Linked DNA regions of Mus musculus: region 1 is linked to region 2. The links are chromatin contacts, called in public HiChIP or PLAC-seq maps. All regions are on one chromosome and are shown on one strand. Each heading gives the region's core, a stretch centred on a gene start, on an enhancer-like site or on the middle of the called end of the contact. The rest is flanking DNA. Distances are from core to core; before and after follow the strand shown.

Region 1 (3,025 bases), core at 508-3,007, 430 kb after region 2:
AGAGAAGCATAGAAAACAAGGATGCCAGAGAGAACAACGGGTTCTCCCACAGAGAGCTCAGAGGCTCTCCTAGGACTCAGTGTGAGACTTGCCTCTCCCTTGCAAAGATCCTAGAGAGCAGTGGTCCCTAGCATGGGTGGGCTCTGGGAAGCTAGCTGGGTAGGGGGACTTGGAATAGGTGATAGCGCCGTTGAAAAGATGTTTCTTGTGGTCAGAGCCTGTGGAGAGGGCTGGCTCCTTACGTGAGCTGGGGGCTGGAGGCATGCACGCACAGGTTGCAACAGTCACGCATGGCTGGGCACTGGGAGTCTCTGTCTCCTAGGATGGCTTGATGATGCTAACAAACTCCTGCCCATCTCAGCCCTAATTTCCACACGGCCCCAAAGGAGAAAGAGGCAAACCAGTTTATTTATGAACCATGCGAAAAGGGAAGAGAGAGAGAAGGAAGGAGAAATAAAAAGAAAACGAGGGGGAGGAGAGGGGAGGGGAGGAAGGAAGAAAGGGAGTGGGGAGGAGGGAGGAGGAGAGAAGCAGAGGGAGGGAGGAGGAAAGAGAGGCGAGCTGAGCGTAATCCCTTTGTAAACACGGGCAGAAACTTGTCTTCCTAATTGAAAAGCCCATGTGGGCCGCTTAATCCAGTCCATGTTAATGAGACCAACCACATTAAAGCAGATATCGACTGCAGCCGTCACAGGGCCGGCGGGGGGGGGGGGGGGGGGGGGGGAAGGGGACCAGAGGGAACGTCGACAAGAGTGTGGCCGGAAGAGCTCTGGTCTCAGGGACATCAGCTTGTGTGTTCAAACATCCCATGGTGCAGGCAACCCTGTTGCCTCACACAGCAGGGGCCAAAGGAGTTGAGGGGGGCACCCCCACTCCCACCCCATGACCTCTGTCCTCTTAAAAGGGACAAAGTGACTTGAAATGTTATATAATATTAAGATGGTGTGATAAAAAAAAACACTCGCTCACACAGCGTGGCAAGCACAAATGAGCTCTTGGGGTGATTTGTCTTTGGGGTGATCTGTTTGATGACTTCAAAGAAGTCGGGGCCCAAGACAGAGCTGGGCCTCTAGGTGCTGGGGGTGGGGCCGTGCTCAGCCAGTTCTTGCAAGAAAAGCTCTTTTCCTGGGCCTTGTCCTCAGTAGAAAGCCTCTGGTAGTGTATGAGATAAACAAGAGAGCCAAGACCCCAGTGACCCAGACCCCAGTCACTTGAGCCTTGTTGAGGCCTCTTCATCCCCTCACCTAGACCTCACCGACTATGAGTCGGCCTCTTCAGCCTGTCACCCTCCCCTCTGCCCTCCACACAAGCTACCAGGATGCTTTTTCTGATTCATATCTCTGCTTCTGCCATGTTCCCACGCCAACACCTTCCATGTTTTCCCGTCACCCTCTGGACGGAGCCCAGTGACATTTGTCTTCACTTAACATAGGCAGATATCGCTACACCCTAACTCTTGCCTCAGATCTCACCCCCACCCTTACCCCCGCCTCTCCAGCATATACCCAAAGCTCCTCCCTCATTCAACTCAGGCCTGGACTGTAGCTGCCACTCCCTGGCCAATAGATGTAACTCCATCATCTGGTTCAAAGGGTTCTGCAAGATCCCCACCAAGCTGTACGCCAACCATTTCCAGTTACAAAGCTTTTAACATAAATGATCTCATTTAGCTCTGGCTCTTCTTGGGGTGGTTGTTTGACTCCTGGGAAACAGGAGGTCTACGGCTCAGGAGGCGGGGACTCTGCCTTGTAGAGGCACCACTGGATAGAGGCAACGGTTCCCAGGATCTATGTAACGCCTCTTGCTTTTACAAAAGAGGAAGAGGTACAGAGACATCAGATATCTGCTTGTATCCCAAAGCTACTGGATGATGGACTAGGTGGATCTAGAGACCTCATCACCAAGCTGAGTCCACCACACCCAACAGCCAACAGGCAGCCATTGACTAGGCCCCAGGAATGGGATTTTTCTGGAACATTGTTTAGACTGTGACAGGAAGCTGCTATTAAACCAGACAATGGATGGCCCATGACTGAAGTGACTCCACAGTCCTTGATGGGGGTGTCCATGTTCTAGGAGCAGCTCTGTGGCTTTCTGTACCAGGTCTGTGATAACTAATGGGTCCTGGTGGCAGGGAAGGGCCTGAAGCCTAGAATACACCCTACAGTTCGGCTTTGGTGACATTGAGGGCTTTCAAAAGGTGCAGGGTGATCCTCCAGTAATGTCTGAAATCACCGGACAGGAGAGCAAAAGGCACTCTCGGGAATTAACTCCCGTTATTGGAGAAGTTCCCTCACAGCAGAGGTTTGCAGCCCTGTGCAGCCCAGCCTTCCATCAGTACCTTTGGTCCAAAGGGAGGGAGATGGCTTTCTATCCGAATCCCATCTATCCTGCACACAGCCGCCAGGCCTGGGGTGGCCTTCCTCGGCTTTCAAAGAAGAGATTTCTGCAATTCTGAGTGTAAGGCAGAGATCTCATCTGGCATGTGTCCAGGCTGAAGGGGTTGAAATTTCTGTTCTCCCCAGGGTAGGCTGGAAGAGCCTTGCCTTTGACAAGGCGGTAAAACATCTGTGTTTACAAGAGAGATAAGGAAGGAGCTGGCAGCGGTGGGCCTCTGCGGCTGTCTCTCAAAGGTGTTGCCTCGAAGCGCTCAGAGGAGAGATGCCCAGGAAGGAGCAGCCTGTGCCTGGCCCAGGGTGATGATCTCCTATTGCTGCCTCCTAGATTCCATTTCCCCTCTCCCACACGATGCAGATTCTGGCAGGGGGCCCAGCCTGGACTTGCTCATCTCACTCGGTGTTAGATGGACTGACTTGTCTGTGAACTTCATCCAACACTTAGCTTTCCATGATGATCAAACTCTTAACCCTGCCCTCCTGCTATTTCCCATTCTCTCAACAGTCACGTGGTGCCACGCCTCTTCAGCTCATTGCACAGCCTACCTTGACTGCCTTGGCTGCTCCTCCGGCTCTCACACTCCTTCATCCTAGCTGAATCCAGCTAAAAGTCTCCCGTGTTCCTAAGC
Region 2 (3,142 bases), core at 569-3,068:
CAGGAAGAGGCACAGCTGAATTTGAGTGCGATTTTTAGTGCTCTCTCAGGTTTTATTTTTACTGATATTATAGAATCATGGTCTTTTTTTTTTTTAAGTTTGATTTTTATTTATACAAGTACACTGTCGCTGTCTTCAGACACACACCACAAGAGAGCATCAGATCCCATTATAGATGGTTGTGAAGCCACCGTGTGGTTGTTGGGAATTGAACCCTGGTCCTCTGGAAGAGCAGTCAGTGCTCTTAACCTCTGAGCCATCTCTCCAGCCCTAGGGTCATAGTTTTAATGTAATATGCTCTTATTTTAGGTTTCAGTAAAAATATCTGGAATAAATGAATATTCACATATTAAATACAAGCATTTTTAAAACCACATATTACTAACTTACTTATTCTGTGCTATAACCACCATTGCCTTGAGCTTATTCACAATTTAACTTTTTGAGAGTCATTATGACATGAACAGAGAACATGTAAACTTATAAACTCTTGTTTATTCCAATTTTCTTTCCTTAGATTCTCTAAATTGTCAGTGAACATGGTTAGTTTTTTCTTCTTCTTTTCTACGGTACTAGGGGTTGAAGTTAGGGCTTCACACACGTTAGATAAACGTTCCACCGCTGAACCACATCCTCAGCCCAGTGAACAGCTCTTCAATGCCTTTGGGACCTTAGTATGCTTTTCATGGGGAATGCCCTGCACTGTGAAATCTGATTATGTGGAGCCAATTCAGACCGAATGATGATTTCTTGATTTTCTGTCTAAAGTTCAACCATTGAATATCTAAGTCCCTTTCTGCAGACATCTTCCAGGTCTGTCTTCACGGGTTGGCACATCCTCCAGGTTTATATCACAGTCACTAAAACGTAAACTCCCTACAACGCTACAGACCTACAGAATTGGTTGGGGTTTATTTTGTTTTGTTTGTTATCTATCTGCCTTTCCTTTTACCTCGGGCTATCCTTTTTGAGGACTAAACTTCCCTGCACTGGAAACCTCTATTCCCTGTTAATGAGTTCCCTGAAAAGAGGTACTCAGCAGCTGGAGCAGAGAGGAATATCGTCAGGGGCAGCAGGAGCGGAGACAGGGGAATATCATCAGGGGCAGCAGGGGCGGAGACAGGGGAATATCGTCAAGGCCCGGGCAGTGCTTGGCAGATGTAGTATGAGTATGACGGACAGTGGGCTCTGGCTTTGTGGATTTGAATTGATTGATCTCTAGCTCCCCTCATTTACTCCTAGCTGCACGTATGTTCTTTTTGCGGGGAAGAGAAGAAGGCTCTAACCCTGATAAAGATTTCCCTTACTGTGCAGCAACCAAGATTTGGGCAGATATGTATGACATCAATAGATTCCTTTAGTCTAGGCCCTGTACAGTCCAATGCTTTTTAAATTCGACTGCTCTTGAATCTTTATAGAGTTCTAGGCTGAGTAAGTAGGCAGTGTGCCAAGAGCTTTACTGTGTGACCTACATATAATACAGTAATCACCGTCCCCTCCCCCAGCCCCTCTTGCTGCTCCATTTCAGTGTAAGGACAACAGTAGATAATCCGACCCAGTCTGGTAGGACTGGTCCGGCACACAGCCAGCCAGTGCTCCCTGACAGCTGAGGGCCGACTCTCTGCTGGTTGTAGTCGGGTTCTGTGTGCCCTACATTGCACACACAGGGCTCGTGGATCCTGACTTCACAGTCCTCCTAGGTTGTGGCGCACCCGGCGGTGGTGTCCCTGCTTTTACGTCCCCGGCAGAGGGCAGCCTAGCGGCGGCGCGGGTTTCCCAGCCGGCGGCTTTAGGGCGCGACACCCGGAAGTGGCGGCTGGAGCGGGAGCGCTGAGTTGTCGGGCGGCGGGACAGCGGCCCGGAATAGGGGGCGGGGGCGTTGGTCATGTTTCCCTTCGGGCCCCACAGCCCGGGCGGGGACGAGACGGCTGGAGCCGAGGAGCCGCCGCCTCTCGGAGGGCCGGCGGCAGCTTCCAGACCGCCCTCTCCAGCTCCGCGACCGGCGTCTCCGCAGCGAGGAGCTGACGCGGCCTCTCCCCCGCCGGTCGCCGGGAGCCCTCGCCTCCCGGGCGGCCCCGCGGTGTCCCCAGCCGAGCGCGCCGGAGAGTTCGCGGCTCCCGGAGCTCTGGAGTTGTCCGCCGCCACCGCGTCGGCGTCGCAGGCAAAGCTGTCACCCTCCTCCTCGCCGCGCAGACGCTCGAGGCCGGACTGGAGGGCGGGCGGGCGGAGCCGGCAGGGCCTCGGCGCAGGCCTGGGCGGCCCCGGGGCCAGACTGTTCGGGTGGCTGAGAGAGCGAAGCCTCGGTCGCGGGCTGTTCGTGGACCCGGCTCGGGACAATTTCCGCACGATGACTAACCTGTATGGGTCCATCCATCCCGCAGACTCGGTGTACCTCAGCACCCGCACCCACGGTGCTGTCTTCAACCTCGAGTACTCTCCGGACGGGTAAGCTCCTACACCCCAGCGGGCTCCCTCCGCTCAGGCTGGCCGCAGCCGCTGGCCTTCGTGCCCCCCGGTACTTTGTCACCTATGAGCCCTGGCCTGGCCTGTTGGGATAGGCAGGCCCAGTGCTTCCCTTCGGGGTCCTGGAGGCTCGGGGAAAGAGAACTACTTTTAAGCCGTCGCTTCAGGTCAGTCGGAGCCAGTACACAACTAGGGCGTTCTGGTACACCAAAACAAATAGGCTTTAAAGAAATGCTCGTCGTTTTCCTGTGATCCTCAGTTGGCTTTGTTCTGATCTGAATTTATGTGAAAGGTAGAAAACTTGCAGACTCTTTGGACCGTGTGCCAGATCCTGCCACGAAGGAGACAAATGAAGGCTTTAGAAAGACACTAAGACTGCAGAAATCCGCTTCTCAGGGTTTGGGCCATTTTGTGGGATAGACTGCATGCTTAGACTGCTAAGATGATTGCTCTTGGTTTACTTCAAGCCATAGGGAATTTTCAGACTACCCCAGGGAAATTTAGTAGTACTCTGTCTTGTGAGTGCACAAGTTTAACAACAAGTTTAAAATACTGCTTGTGGCTCCACGGTAAGATGACATAATAACATTCTTATCACAATATATCAAGACTACATATATATTAAAACATTATAAAACAACCGGTAAACTATATTAAAAGGAGAAGAAAATAGGCTTGA

The links. HiChIP or PLAC-seq counts read pairs in DNA pulled down with a chosen protein or histone mark.
Region 1: a contact with region 2 is called in an H3K4me3 HiChIP or PLAC-seq map of the SCID.adh cell line, with 15 read pairs. The contact joins the enhancer-like site here to the promoter of Dcaf10 in region 2. A contact is called at or near these places in 2 of 484 Hi-C or Micro-C datasets (both in embryonic stem cells), 12 of 115 datasets of contacts at active chromatin or transcription factors (the SCID.adh cell line, SST interneurons, acute myeloid leukemia and 8 more) and 3 of 9 other capture datasets (adipose tissue, embryonic stem cells and liver).

The regions. Positions count from the first base shown.
Region 1 is chr4:45,765,449-45,768,473 of GRCm38.p6, forward strand. No RefSeq gene overlaps it. Among named protein-coding and RNA genes, the nearest start is that of Gm12409, 2.7 kb to the left of the region's middle. Within about 2 kb of position 1,758, at least 13 of the 459 cell types and tissues checked have an H3K27ac peak or open chromatin away from gene starts, as enhancers often do. A contact at or near this core is called in the SCID.adh cell line, where this site is marked.
Region 2 is chr4:45,340,283-45,343,424 of GRCm38.p6, forward strand. Dcaf10 (DDB1 and CUL4 associated factor 10) reads left to right here and starts at 1,819. Exons shown (of 7, transcript NM_153167.2): 1 at 1,819-2,445. The coding sequence starts at 1,886.